Linked DNA regions of Mustela erminea: region 1 is linked to region 2. A link is a contact called in public Hi-C data. All regions are on one chromosome and are shown on one strand. The core of a region is the stretch at or near the end of the contact, and the rest is flanking DNA. Distances in the headings are between cores, read along the strand shown.

Region 1 (7,704 bases), core at 4,350-6,849, 270 kb after region 2:
CACTCCCAGGGCAAAGAAGGGAAACCATCCACCGCTTTCCTCTGAGAAAGTGGAGAAAGAACAAAACGGTTCCCCATCTTCAGCCCAGGGGAGGTAAAAACCAAGACAAATATAAGGTGTTGGATTAGCTTAGAGTTCTGGGCAAAAGAAAGGACTAAAAAGCAAAGTATGCATGTTTTCTCTTTTTTATCAAACCATTAATTAAAAAGAAAATCCAAATGGTATCAAAACTCTCCCGGCAAGAACAGGTAAGTGTAGCCAAGAAATGTTTGAAACAGAAGAGGAACAAAGAGGAACTTGTCTACCGGATATTAAAAAATTATTCGACTTCCAATAATTTCAAAGGGTGGTACTGGCATAAGAACAGAGGGAAAGATCACTGGAACAGAATAAGAAGTCCAAAACATACCCAGGAATTTTGAGTATGATGAAGATGGCATTTCATACTGGTAGGGAAAAGGGAGCTTATTAAACAGATGCTGCTAAGACAATGTACTGTTTGGGGGGGAAATGAGATTGAGATGATTTCTACCCTTTCTAGAATCAGGGGGAAAAAAATATTGCTTTTTAAATCTCTCCAGGAGGACACCTGGGTGGCTCAGATGGTTGAGTGCCTGCCTTCACCTCAGGTCATGTTCTCCAGGTTCTGGAATGGAGCCCCACATCGGGCTCCCAGGTTGGCGGGGAGCCTGCTTCTCCCTCTTCTCCCTCTCCCTCTGCTTTTCCCCATGCTTGTGATCTCTCTGCCTCTCCCTCTCAAATTATTAAAAAAATCTTTAAAAAAAAATCTCTCCAGGGCATTAATTTTTTGAGCTTGGGACAGGGAAGGGTGGGGGGAACCCCAAAATCAGAAAAGTAAAAACTGAACTACATGAATTTCTATCAAACTAAGAACAAAGGAAAAAATACAGAAATAATATGAACTGTAGCTAGTAACAAAAGACACAAGGAACACAGGGGATCTGATGATCTGTTACTACCTGGCACAATACATCCCTCTGGAGGAATCAGGTACCATTCCGAAGTGAAATGACCGAGAATACAAATACTCTGATGAGTCCAAACAACTTTCCTGATGCATTTGCAGAACCCCAGCAACCCAGAGGCCTCCGGCAAGCTTCAGAGCTCCAGCACCATAGCCACCTCAGATGTAAATCTTTTCTCAATCTCTTCATAAATTCACTGCATTTACAAAGCTAAGGATACATCCACCTGCATGTCTAAAGGCCTTCTTCAAACTTTTCCTGTGCAAAACTAGACCTGTTGACTCACGTCCTTACCCAGCTCAGTAAGTAATACAACCACTCACACTTGTCTTTCAAGGCAAGACCCTGGAAGGCACTATTGATGCCTCACCACTCAACCCGCGTTCAGTCAGCACATCTGAGCTCTGCTCCAGCAGATCCCCTGGAATTCTCCACATCTTTCCATGGCCACAGCCACCACAGCCGCCCCCTGCCACCACCACCTCCAGCCAGACCACCTCCTAAAATCTCCTGCTTCTCTACAATCCGATCTCCACACAATGGGCAGAATTAACTTTTAGAACATAACGCCATCACCTCCCTTTCCTGTCTAAACCCTCCAAAGGCTTTCTAATTCACCTAGGAAATATTCCAGGAGACCAGACATTATCAGGCCTCATCCGCTTTCTTTTATTTCCCTTCTTTTATTCCCTTCCAAGGTGGTTGTTGTCTGTAACCTATCAGCTCTTCCCTCTGCTCCCCTGCTCCTCAGTGATACTCACACAACAAGTTCCTCACCACCAGACTGCAGCCCAAATCCTAAGTTCTCTAGACACCACCCCACTCTTTCCTTACCATTTTATTTTCTCCATAGTGCCCATCATTAACTCTTTCAGCATCTTGGTTCCCACTAATACAGAAGCGCCACGAGAACAAGCATCTTCACCATTGTGTCCTCGACAGAGTCTCGACACAGAGGACCCATGTATGTATTTGTTGAATAAAGGGATGAATCTTAAGTGTAACTGAGTACTTTTAGGAACCAGGATCACTCCTATGAACTTAACAGCTATGGTGTCTGCTCAGGGCCTATGGAAGAAACTAGCCCTGGTCAGACTCTGATCAGCTACACTTTGAGGTTTGTTGTGCCTGGTTTTTAAAAGCTGTTTCTTGGGGCACCTGGGTGGCTCAGTAGGTAAGCCTTTGCCTTTGGCTCAGGTCATGACCCCAGGGTCCTGGGATCAAGTCCCGAAGGAGATTCCCTGCTCAGCGGGCTCCCTTCTCAGCAGGAAGCCTGCTTCTCTCTCTCTCTCCCTGCTGCTTGTGTTCTGTCTCTGGCTGTCTCTCTCTGTCAAATAAATAAATAAATTATATATATATATATATATATATATATATATATATGTATATACACACATATATAGAAGCTGTTTCTTGCATGCTATCAGCCGTTGCTGCACTGCTAACATTCCTTGGTGGCCCTTCTCCCCACTTCAAGCATTTGGCAGGTCGAGAAAGTACAAGTCTGCAATGATAGGGCTGTTCCATCATTAAAATGCACTAACTTTAGTGCAGACAGGTATAGCTCATTGAATTTCCCAAAGGCTTTAGATTTCCCTTCTGGACCTCGAACAATTACTAGTAGCCAGACCTAAATTCTGATATTTTCAGTACCTTAGCATAAGATTACTAAAAATGCCAGCATCTCCTTACATCCATAAAGCCAAACTAATTTTCTTTGAAAAGAAAAAAAAAATTAGACTAAAAAACATTCAAGTTTTTCTAAAGGTATAGAATGAATTTGCCTCTTAGGAGAGAAGTTAGAACTGAGCACACCCAGTGCCAAACTACAGTTCTACCTGTTAAGATTCAAACCGACTTTTATGCCAAACAGCGTGCAACTTCCATTTTAAGAGCTGAGTGTGGAGTTTCGGCCTGGGTTGCAAAGCACAGCAGAGCCATAATCATAAGTTACACACTGTAACCTCCATCCCAATTCAGGCCTTCCCCCAAAGTTCCTTAAGACTAAAACTGCATTGGGCCATCTCCTGCAAATGGCCTAAACAGAGGCTTGAGGCAGAGGATCTTAATGGGAAAGCTAAGTCCACCCCCAAGCTTCAAGTAATGGGACTTTTTGAGATCAAAAGATGAAAGAGCTGCAGGAAAGCTGACAGATGCCTGGGTAGGATAAACTGTTTCCTCATAAGGGTTTTCCCTTTATCAGAAAGGCAGAGTTGTCACAAAGGAGGAAGAACTGGGGCCAGATGGCAAATTGTGTGTCTACTTTCCATTAAGTGTCCAAAAGAAAATAAACAATGAGATAAAAATCCTGCATCCAAAAAAGATGAGGTAGGAGACTTGGAAAAGGAGACCAAAAATCAGAGTGTCAAGCGTGGGCTTAGGGAAAAGATCATCTCCAAGTGTAGAAGAGTAGGTCCAGTTTGTGTTACATTTTCTGAGTACTGCTGGTGTACCAGGACCCCTACTGGTTTGTCTATACTGACTCTGAATCCATGAAAATATATCTGTTTGGTGGGCAATATAATATTTGTCCAAACTACTTTGATAATCATCTCCAGAGTTGCAAGTTCGCAGGGCTTGTCACCCAATGGCAGTCATGTGGGCTTACATTTCAAAACCATTCTCTGAACAATTTATACAGCCCATCCCTGATTTCAGATGTAGCCATTTCTCTTGGCAAAAAGAACCATCTGCATAAAATTCCAGGTAATTCATGGAGGATCTGGGAGTAAATCTTCACCTGAGGACTCCTAAATCACTAACACAGTCTAATTTTATACTAAGTGACTACATTCTAAGGTTTTTCAGGCACTCAGTATCCTTCCCGGCAGAACCTAGGCTCTGGACTTAAATATGATCCTCACAGAAAGATGCAGGAATGGGGAGTCAATGCACTGAGAGTGCTGCCATTCTCCATTGCTCTTTGTCTTCTTTTTCAATCTTGTACTTCTTCCCTTAGAGGAATAAAGATCCATATATGTTTTTCCCCTCATATCTAATGCCTGCACATTTAGACCAGGATTAAATTTAAAAGCCAAAGTTTCAAAGGATTGGTTATAAATTAAGAACCAATAGGAACCGGGGCACCTGGTTGGCTCAGTGGGTTAAAGCCTCTGCATTCAGCTCAGGTCATGATCTCAGAGTCCTGGGATTGAGCCCTGCATCGGGGCTCTCTGCTCAGCAGGAAGCCTGCTTCCTCCTCTCTCTCTCTCTCTGCCTGCCTCTCTGCCTGTGTTCTCTGTCTGTCAAATAAATAAATAAAATCTTAAAAAAAAAAAAGAAAAAAAAAGAACCAAGAGCAACCAGCTTGGCCTTGCTCAGCGCTGAGGGCTCTAAAGTTCCTTCTCAGAGGACCTCCCTGCGTTGGTTTGTTCTGTGGCTGGATGAATCCCAAATCTTCTCCACATGGAGAGCATTTCTGTACTTTACACATACAAGGTTCCATTAAATCCCTTTACTGGACCCACACCCTTCTCCTACCTCAAATTCACTCCAGCACAAATCTGCCATTCCAAAATCATCACCCTTCTAAAGGTTACTTTGGTTAATCCCTCTGTTAATCCTGAACATGATTCCAGTCACTTTTATGACTCATATGGCCAACAAGGACCCAGATACTGGATAACACACACACATCCCCAAACGGAGATAGTTAAGCCCGAATCTACCATGGGCCAAGAACTACTTTTCCCAAGGTTCTCTTTCCATTAACTCAACAGACTGGTGGATCGAGTATGTAGCTGGCAGCCCCTTGATATCTACAAGTATGCTATGTTAGAGCTCTAACTACATTAACTTACCTCCCCTCTCGCTCTGCAAGAGCAAAGGTACCTATTTCAGAGAATCAAACGATAACCATCACTGCCACTACTATCACAGATACTGTGTCCTAAGAGTTTCCCAACAACCTTTCGAGGGAGGTATGTTCAGTCAGACCTATTTAACAAAGAAGGCGGCTTGGACGGAGAAAGCTGAAGTGCCTTACACAAAGTCAGGCTGAGGACCACACCCACGGGAGCCAACCTGGTCCACCTGACCCCAAAGCCCATACTCTTGGGCGTCGCATTCACCATCCCGCCTCTGACCTCTGTTTCCAATGTCTGACAACCATAGCCCAAGGGGCACCCCGATCCCACACGAACCCCGGGAGCTTGCGGTCTGGAAAGCAGGAAGAGGCTCAAGCCAAGAGAGTACCGGCAGGGCCGCCCACCGGGATGCTGAATACAGGAGTCGGAGTCCAAGCAGCAGGGACTCACTCACCTGTAGGCGGCCACGGCGCGGGTCTGCAGGTATTTCTGGGCGGTCATGACTCCCACGAAGAGAAAGTTACTGTCGCGCGGGCCGCCATCCGAGGCCGGGCCGTGAGGCCAGAGCTGCGCCCCGCGCGCCCCGCTGGCCTGGGAAGCCGCCGCCGCCGCCTGCCCTGGCCGGCAGCCCTCGGGGCTGGCTCGGCGCCGCGGGCCCGCTCGCTTCAGCTCAGAGGCGCGGGGCAGGACGAGCCGCGAGGCCAGCACGAAGCCCAGCACGAGCCCGAGCAGCACGCTGAGCCAGGCGCGCCGGCCGCGCGCGGCCATGCCCGTGCCGCTCTGCCCGCCGGGCCGCCGCCGCCGCCGCAGGCTCCGCGCGCCCTCAGCCCGCCGCCCCCGCCCGCGGAGGCCAGCCCGCCCTAGCGCCTCGAGGCCCGGCCCGGGCAGCGCCGCGGCCGCCGCGGGCCCGCCGCGCCCATCGTGGCCCCCGAGCCGTCCGTAGGCCCCACGCCGCCGCTTTGTTCCGCACGCCCACCCCCACCGCCTCGGCCTGCGCCTTTAAGAGGGGACCATGCCCAGCGCGCGCCGGTGGCGGCTCGAGCGCGACGCGGCGGCGGCTCTTCCCGCTCGCGCGCGAGGGCGCGGGGCCAGCGCGACGGCGACCGCTGTGGCAGCGGAGTCCGCACCCCCGTCCCGCCCCGCCCGCGTCTCTCGGCTGGCTCGGCTCCGCTAGCGCTGCGCCCGCCCCCGTCCTCTTCGTGGCCGGCGCCGCCGCCGCAGCTGCACATCCTCCGGCTTAGCTCGCCATTGCAACAGGAGCCCCTCACGTCACGCACGGCGCGTTATGAAGGGGCCCCAGCGGCGGCGGAGCCTGGCCCCTCTCGGGATCCGTCCGCGCCGCCGGATTGGCGCAAAAGTGAATGGGGGGCGGTTCACGTGGCCAAAGTTTGACAAAAAAAAAAAAAAAAAAGCCTCCCGGCGCGCGCGGCCCCCGCCCCGCTCCGCCCCGCCCGCACGGTCTGCGGCTCGGCCGCGGGGGTGGAGGGGGCGTGGGGCCGGGCTGGGCGCGGGCGGGGGCCCGGACCGCGGCGCCCTGCAGCCCGTTATCCGCCCGGCGACCACGCCCCCGCCGGTCCGCGCTCGGGCTCCTGGCGGCGGCGCCCAGCACCGGCCCCAGGGTGTCCCCTCCCGGGGACCGTGCCCGCCAGGCGGCCCCATCCTGAGAGATGCACTGCCAGCGCGAAGCTGAAGAGGGATCTTTGAAGAAGGGGCTTCTTGGTCCCCGAACTCGGCACGAAGCGCTCGTGCCCTCTCTGAAACTGTCCTCAGATAAACCCCGCTCCCCACGCCCTGCCCTTCAGCCAGGCGGACCTGAGCGTCTACCTTGTCCGCGTCTTCCCGATTCACACTGTACCTTTGTTCCCGCCGTTCTGTGGGCAGGAGCGAGCGCATATAGAATAAACAGTTCAGGAGCCGTTTGAGACGTGCATGCTTGGAGAGTGAACCGTGAATTCACTTACCTGTTCCCTGTCCCTAGTTTCTAAGTTAAAAAAAAAAAAAAAAAAAAAAAAAAAAAAAAAAAAAAAAGGCCATATTTAATGTCCAAGCTCCTAACAGTGCTAGCATTTAATGGATGTTGGAGAAATGGTAGGTGATGTTAATCCTGTGGATGGTAAACACTACTTTTATTTACATTCTTTGTGGGCAGATAGTCGGTTAGCACCCCAAACCTACCTGAATCTTTGTCAATATTTTTACACAGTTCATCCATAAAAATGCAGTGGATTTCTAAGACAGGTTTTGAATAACGGATTCTCTAGGATGGAGTTTAAATTTTATACATTTCCTCTTTAGGGGGTACAAAAAAACTCAGCTAAAGCTACAAAAGCTGAGAAAGTGTCCATACAACAAATGTTTGTATAGAGCAAATATTAGTCTTGTTACCTAGTCGCCAATACGTCGGGGTTTTCTAATGAAACTCCTGGAGAGCAAAGTGTTTTCCTGGGCCTGAGAGGTCCCCTTCATTTCCCCCAAATGAATCCAGGAATTAGGGACAGAAAGTAAGCATGCTTGGGGGTAATCCTTTGGATCTTTCCTTGTTGTTAATATGACCAAATGTTTGAGATAATACACAGCTGAACTTGGTAAGTTGTGGGAGATACAGACACAATCTCTGCAACTGAATGGCGGTCACTGTTGTTTTATTCCTTGGATATTACCACATTCTTTGGCACTTATTATTTATGTCAAAAATAGTCCATTACCCACCTTCCCCACAGACTCCCTCCCTAAGAGGTGATCCACATCTAAAAATAAAATACTCATTATGCAGTGAACACAGGACTCCAGCAGTAGTCTCGGGAAAAATACAGAACATATAACCATGAATTATAGGCTCAAAAACCATCCAAAGGGGTTTCCAGTAAGACCATAAGCCACAAATGCCAAGTAGTCACCAGATGCCCCAAATT
Region 2 (7,774 bases), core at 3,100-5,599:
TACTGGATTTGAATGATTTCCACTTTCCTCTCACACTCCTGTTTTAGTGACCCATCCGTTGTATATGTGGGCTTGCAGTCCCGCCTGGGGATGGAGCTCGGGGCCCTTTCTGTTTCTCCCTTTCAACCAGGTCCCCCTGGGGGACAGTGAAGGGGCTCAGGGCGTGGCCAATGGGAAGTGGTATTTGAAGTCTCCAGAGGTCCCTTAAAAATGTTTGGCCGATTCTGACTCCGCTAAGAACTTGGAAGAACGCCTGGCTTGCTCTGCAAACAGGGCCCTGCACCTGTGGCTTCTCGGGGTTATCTGCCCATGACCCAAGCGCCTCCTACCAGTTAGCGGAAAAGAAACAGAACGAAGTTCAAAACATACGAACAGGATTGTGAGGATCCAATGGGGGGCGCTTTGAGGAAGCAGGTGCCATGGAAAGGTACTGAAGGTCTTGGGTGTGAAAGGACGTGGGTTCTTCAAGGACTGCCTCTTGACATTGACCATGGGACTCCGCTTAAAACGAAAACTCCTTTTGGAATATGACCGAATCAGTGCCCAACATGCTTATCTAAAGCTATGTCACGGGCGACCTTAACCAAGGCACTTTCTTAGGCAGAAAACATTGCTAGTGTCACCTTTGCTGCTGGTGACCTAGTGATGACAGCTTAGCAACTGCATTTTACAAACCAGAGCCATAATTCCCTTTTACAAATTCTGAATTTCTGCTACTTGCATTAACGGTTTATGATCTGCCTGTGTAGCTCTCTATGTCTCCAGCTTGGTGATCTATGTTAGATTAGCAAAGCATACACAACTGGAAAGGCTGTTGCTTTAATACCACTTGGTTTTTTAAAGTCCTATTTTGATATTAATGATTAATTAACAAATAACACCGGGACTCCGTGGAAGAACTGGGTCCCTCAGTACTCAAGTGGCCTGAGGACTGCACTAACATGTTGTGAATGTTTCTTTTCCTCTTTATATCTGCAAATGCTGTGCAATCCCAAGTTTTAAAGTGTTCCCCAGTTGCTTCTAAAACAACAAAACCAAATGGAATTGCGCTGTTTGGATACTTCCACTGTTACTAATTAGTTACTTTTCTGAGGGTGCTTCTATTTTGGAATTAAATTATGTTTGAGAATTAAATTGGGGGGGAGGGCAGTAAGATGACAAACATCAAAACCAGTGTGATGGATAAAAGAAAGTCCTGTATGGAATGGGGTTGTCGTTCTTGTCAGAAATAGGCAATATGCAATTCACCTTCTCTGCATCAGTTAACACTTATCACTTAAACTGTCAGCAACTCGCTAGGTCAGGGGTTGACTTCGTACACTGAATTTTCAGGATTTTATCTCAAGCAACTATAGACACTAATCTTGTTAGTAATACATTAGAGGGTTCTTATTCTCTCATTGTACAATAATGCCTTTATTATGAAATGCTACATTATTTATAATTGGTATAGTTAATGTATCTTTTTATAGTTGTAAGTAAACAGAGGTGGTATATTCAACCTTCTGTAATATACTGTATTTAGAAATGGAAATCTATATAGTAATAGATTTCACTTCTTTTAAGGTTTACTCCTGTGGTATGGTTTCAGAAAAATCTATTGGCCTGGGAATTCTGACCCCCAACTACCGATTGTGTCCGACAATGCAACAATGATAAAATAAAATCGGATATTTGACAAACATTATTTTTTTTTTCATTTAAGGACCAAACTCACTTTAATTCTGCGGCAGACCTTTCTCTTTCTCAGAGCTAATGTACAAAATGGCTTGTCATAAAGCAGTATCTGTGGCTTAAGATTCAAATTCCATTTGCTCAATTGATCAGGCCTCACATTTCGCCTGAGTGTGAAACCCACTCATCTGTGTTTGCCGGTTATGCAGACAGGGAGCTCGGCCTCAAAGGCTCCACAACTTAGCTGGTGAAGTGTGAGCTGTCACCTAAGCTGCCCAAGTGTCCTTTTACTAATGAGCAGGTGAGTCTGGAAAATGGTGGGGAGGATGGCACAGGGGGTTAGAGAAAATATTGCATTCTGCTGCCGTCTGCACACGTTTCCATCTTTGTCACAAGGATCTTGGTGTTTGGGTTTGACCCAACCTTGAGTTTCTAACATGCCTCAGTCAGCAAGTCATGAGCTGACACTGAGGTTGGATCAAGAGCTTCCCTTGTACTCGGTTAAGTCCATCCAGTTACATCTGTGTATTTGATGTTGATCATCCAAGATCATTTTGGCTATGGGGTGACAAGGTGCCCCTTTTTTTTTTTTTAAGAGAGATTTTATTTATTTATTTGTCACAGAGAGAGATCATAGTAGGCCGGGGGAGGGCGGGGAGCAGGTTTCCTGCCGAGCAGAGAGCCTGATGTGGGGCTCGATCCCAGGACCCTGAGATCATGACCTGAGTTGAAGGCAGAGGTTTAACACACCGAGCCACCTAGTCGCCCCTCAAGGTGCCACCTTTTAAGAGAACACTTAAGAGAGGCCTGGATCAGATCTCGCTTAATGTATCCACTTACATAGGTATTCATGTATTTAGAAAACTTTCATTTCTCAATCTCAGTGTGAGCAGAACATTCTAGGAAAATGGCCTTTTCCTTTACTGGTTTATTTATTTTTCCTTTTTTGGTTTACTTATTTTTTCCTTTACTGGTTTACTCTCTGAAGGGAACCATTCTGGGGACACACACTGGCTGTCATGGGTGTGCATGTGGTGGGGGGTGCACAGGAGGGGGGCACATTTTCTCAAAGTGGACCTTATGGAATGTCCTAGCTTCTCCTGGTAGAGGACAAAGAATTATTACTGTCCTGCCCCTAGCATTTATCTGACTTAAGCCTAAAATGCAGATGATAAAGGATTTTTTTATAAACTATCCAGAGAAAAATGTCTGAGGAAACTAAGTTCGCCGCCGAAGAAATGACTAAAAGGCTGTGGGGGTGGGATGGCATGGTAGCAGTCAGCTACTAGACCTTCAGGAGGCAGAAATGTGAGGTGGGGGAGGCAGCTTCCAGTTGATTATACCTTAGGAGCGGTCATTCCAACTGAGATGCTGAGAACCTGGGTACGCAGAGCAAAAGCTAGAAGACCACGAGTCAGCGTTGTTAGGGGAAGTGACCAAGAAGCAGTAGGAAGAGATCTTAACTGACCTGTAATAACCTTCCCGTGCAAACCTGTGACTAACTCATGCCTAATGAATAGAGTTAAATGCTGAGATGTAACCAGCTCAAAACACTCAAGTCGGCTGGTTTTTTTTGTTTGTTTGTTTGTTTTTGTTTTTTTGTTTTGTTTTACATTGGAGACATTCCCTAGCCTCTATTCCCAAACTCTTGAAAAAGGGAAGCTGAGTTGCCCCAACCACATTGGCCACAGGAGCTCCAGCGTCCGCCCGGGCACTGGGCGTGCTCTTCCTCGCGGTACCGCTAGATGGCGCGGCCGCGCGCCGTAGAGGCGCGGCGCAGGGTTTGCCCAGCTCCCTCAGCACTGCGACGCCACGCCCTGCAAATTATTAGGGACTTTTCGGTAGCAATCCCACTCCTGCCTTTTGAGTTCTGGCGTTAGGACCGAAGTATTGAGGACAGGATTGAAAACCGCATCCACCCTTTTGCAAGGGCGTTCCGTGGCAGGAGAGCTGGGGGTCTTCCTGGGAGCAAAGCAAGGCTGCCCCGGGGGTGCCCTAGCCAACCGGCCACTGCTCAGAGTGCCCGCGACGTCGTGCGGGGGTCGTGCGGGGGCCCTGCGTCCGCCCGGCCTTTGTGAAATGGCAGTGAGGTGGGTGGGGATTTGCCTCCGTCTTGCCCTAAATCTCATGTAACGTTACATGAGAAGCGTTTAGGGCGCGGGTCCTGCCAGGCTGCAGAACCATAGAACCATCTGTTTTTTTCTGAGCAGACTTCTCTTTCTGGGGTTGGCACGTGGAGCCAAATCTGAGGGCTGTCCGCAGCCTGGGCGTGCGTCTCTACGATCCGCCTTCAGAGTGGCCTCCGCGGTGTGATGAACATACTTACATTCAGTCGAAACAAAACAAATTGCCAACATCCCATCCTGTCTTACCTACTAAAACAGCCCACACCATTTACAATGATTCACCAAATAGTGACATCTTTATATGTACATCCATAATTAAATACATTCTTGTAACGGGAGGGGCACAATTTGCAAAATACAAAAGCATTAAAAATATGTATTTTTATACTGCCCTATACGGAATTGTACATAAATGAATATCTGCCTGACTTTTAAGTATTTACTGCGAGTCTACACCTAGTACAAGTCAGACGTTAGTCGTTGTATTTTGCCCCCGAGCAGAGCCAAGGGGGCAGTGAAAGCTGGGCTGAGCTGAGAACCGACCAATCTTGTCGCTGCGCCTGCCCCGCCAGGAGCGGGCAGGGTACCCAAACCTGGAGGAGACCTCGCGCTGCAAGGGCCCACGGGCCCCGTCGTCTCCCGGGCAGGAGCGGTGCATCTGGGTACCTCTGGCTGGGGAAACCGAGGCGGGCCACCACAAGGACCCCCCGCCCTGTGCCCGTCGCGGGCCGCAGCAGCCGCGGCCGACCCTCGCCGTGCGCGCTCTCCGCGCCTCCCGCCCGCGGGCCGCAGGATTGAGGAAGTGCGTCTGGGCCCGGCCCGGCCCCGGCGCGCGCGGCCAGAGGCGCAGGGGGCGGAGGGCAGGGGGACGGCCAGGCCCCGGCCCGCTGGTGTCCGCCCCGCCCGGCCCCGCGCGCGGAGCCCCGCGTCCCCGGCGCCCCGGGTCCTGCCCCGCCGCCGCCGCAGCCGCAGGTAAGCCCCCGTCCGGCCCCCGCCCCAACCGGGGGCCCTGGCTGCCTCCTGCGGAGGGTCTCGGGGAGCCCCGGGCCCCCGCAGCCCAGGCTCGCGCTCCGGGCGGTCGCGTGCTCCGCGGAGGTGGCCCTTGCGGGAGGGGTGGGGGGGGTGCACCGAGGGCGCGGGCGACCCCGGTCTCGTGGCCCCGCGGCCTCCCCGGCCCGCGGAGTGGGGGAGGGTGCGGGGCCCGGGAGGGCCACCCCGAAATTCCGCGCGGGCCGCGGCTGGGGCTAGGGGAGCAGGAGCAAAAAAACAAAAGTCGGGAAGAGACACAGGACGTCTCTACCTACGTCTCTACAGACATTTCCTTCAGCCCCGCGCGGGCCCAGTGTGAGCAAGCCAGCGTGCGGGTGAGTGTGTGTGTGTGTGTGTGTGTGTGTGTGTGTGTGTGTGTGTGTGTGTGGCGGGGAGGCTCTGCCCAGGATCTCTGGCCCCCGGGGGCAGGAGGGGGAGGCTGCTTCTGAGGGTCTGCCAAGTGCTCCAGGCCCCCCACCCCGCCCTGCAAAGCCTGGGCCGGGCTTCTGCCCAAGGGACGAGGCTCTGGCAGGTCCCCGTAAAACCCGCCATCTCTGCCACCTTGCCTGGCAGGGGTGCAGAGATGAGTGAGGTCCAGGACAGGGCAAGGAGGGAGCCTGGGAAGGCTGGTGGCCAGAGGGAGATGGTAAGGGAGAATCTGGGGACCTCTGGCCAGCCCACCTTGTCCCTGCATGCTTAGAGGCCAGAAGTTTTCTCCCCAAACACATCGACAGGGTTCAGAGATAGAGAAAACAGGAGCCCCAGAACCTTTTAGCAAGGTTCTCACTGAATACACTCTTTTTACAGTTTGCCAGCCAGTCAGCATTGTAACGAGTTACCCAGACATTAAACAGTCGACTAGACTGACCAAGTATTTTTGCTTCTGTCTGGGAAGAATGAAAAAATTAAGTTACAGACATACAAACCTCACACCTGACTTGTCCCTAAAGGAGGTTTTGGGGTCAGCCAAACATTCCTGCCCCCAAGCTTCCACATCTCAGGGAATAAGCCCATATTCAACTCAGTTGCTCAGTTGCTGGGAATTTTCCTCTATCCTGTCCCCTCATCCCTTGAATTCAGTCTGTTACCAAGTTGAGTTGGGCTTGCCTGTGTGTCTGGGTCCAGCCCTTCCTCCTCAGTCTTCATCCTAGTCTAAAGTAGGAGCACCCATTTCTGTATGATTACAATCCTCCCCTCTCCAGTTCTCTATTTGACATCCAGAGTGATTTTTTTTAAAAAAACAGGTAAATCAGAATGTGTCAGTCCTCTTCTTAGAGCCCTACAATAATTTCTCCTTGTGACTGGCATGAAATATAGGATACCTCCTTTCCCTCGGTTTGTTTGGAGTCTGGCATCATGAACCACATGACCATTGCCCATGTCACCCCACCACAGTCCCCCCGCCCCAGCCACCCTGGCCCATCTCACTCTCCAGCATGTGGTGTCTGCTGTCTTGACCCCTGATTCTTCACAGGGCCAGCCACCCCCCTCTAAACCCAGCCTCTTTTTTACGTCCCTTGCTCAGTGTCCATCTGGGGTCCCCACTGGTATTATGGTCCTTCTTCATTTATTAGCTCTCTCCTTTAACTGCCTGGCACACTCTACTGGAGCTCCAGGGGTCCGAGACCATTTGTAGGCACCAGCATTGCTCACTGCTGCTCTTCTCTGCCAGAACTAAGAGGTGCGCAGTACGTACAGGCACAGGAATCGAATGGCTAATGGACAGGTGTAATTTATGTGTGGTTTCAGACTCATGAAGAACTTCTGTTCCCAAACCCTTGGGTGTTCATCTGGGACTGAGACCTACACATTTCTTGTCTGCAGCTCCTTGTTATTTTGATGTCCATGAATCCATTAAGCACATTTTGGAGACAAGCCAGTAACTGATCAGGGGAGGCCAGTAGTGCCAAAGGGATATTGAAGACTTTGGATCAAGCATCTCTACCACCACACTTTTCATTCAGAAAATTACTGGATAATATGAGCATGGCTAACATGCTTCATTTGCAAGCGTCTTCCAGCCCTTTGGTACTGGCAATCCTTTCCAAGTCTCCTGAAAAGACAGGTGAGCAGGTCCTGAATCTCCTGCCTTTCTCCTCTGTCAGAAACTTTGCAGCAAGCACTCACTTAACTGTGCCTTCCCCACAAGCTGTAAAGTTTGAGGAGGGCCCAATAAAAACATTTGCCCAATGAATGTCAGGTTCCCCCCCCCCTTTTTTTCCCATTAAGTATTCAGGTATTGTTCATTAATGCCAGTATAAAGATTTGCAAATGAAAAATTGGTGAGGTTTTTAAAAGGTATTAAAATGATCATGACAGAAAACCTCTTGAAGCCCTCTTAAGGATGTGTACACCATAATGAAAACAAGACATGAAGTTATAACCATGATTTGTTGCACTGGTCTGAACCCAAAGGAAGTAAGAAGAAGCAAAGATCCGTTTGAGGGCGAAGATTAAGCAAAAGTTGAGTTACCTCACTTTAAAACTTCTACCTTAGAGTCTAAGCCGACATACAAATTACAATTGAAAAACTGCTCCAGTTGTAATATCCTCCATCGGTAAAGAGATTTTCAAAAGGAAACTGAAAATGAAAAGGGGAACAAAATGTGCTGGGCAAGGGTTGGCCTAAAATATTTTAAAGATTTTTTTTTTTTTAACTTAAAAGCATTCTATGGCAAGACACTTCTGTTTTCAGAAGGAACATCTACCAGCATTTGGATTTTTTTAAGGTGTTGTTGGGTAGATGCGGTAGCTGATTTTAAGAGATGTTTGAAAGCAGGTGGCCACCGTGTTCCTTGGTTTCTGAATGTTGCTGTAGGATTCGGAGCTTTTAGATTAAAACAGAGATGAGATGGTTTGGTGCTTTGCTGTGTTCTTGTCTCAAGCTGGTTTGCCTAATCAAATTTTACAATTTAGAAAGCTTTGATGGTCTCCTACATTTTGTC

Evidence for each region. A called contact is a pair of places that touch in the nucleus more often than the background predicts.
Region 1: a Hi-C map of spleen shows a contact between it and region 2, with 4 times the contacts expected there. The contact joins the promoter of CHSY1 here to the promoter of LRRK1 in region 2. A contact is called at or near these places in 2 of 3 Hi-C or Micro-C datasets (fibroblasts and spleen).

The regions. Positions count from the first base shown.
Region 1 is chr5:20,199,009-20,206,712 of mMusErm1.Pri, forward strand. It overlaps CHSY1 (chondroitin sulfate synthase 1), which reads right to left and starts at 5,600. Exons shown (of 3, transcript XM_032342220.1): 1 at 5,247-5,600. The coding sequence starts at 5,560.
Region 2 is chr5:19,928,262-19,936,035 of mMusErm1.Pri, forward strand. It overlaps LRRK1 (leucine-rich repeat serine/threonine-protein kinase 1), which reads left to right and starts at 4,350. Exons shown (of 34, transcript XM_032342214.1): 1 at 4,350-4,772.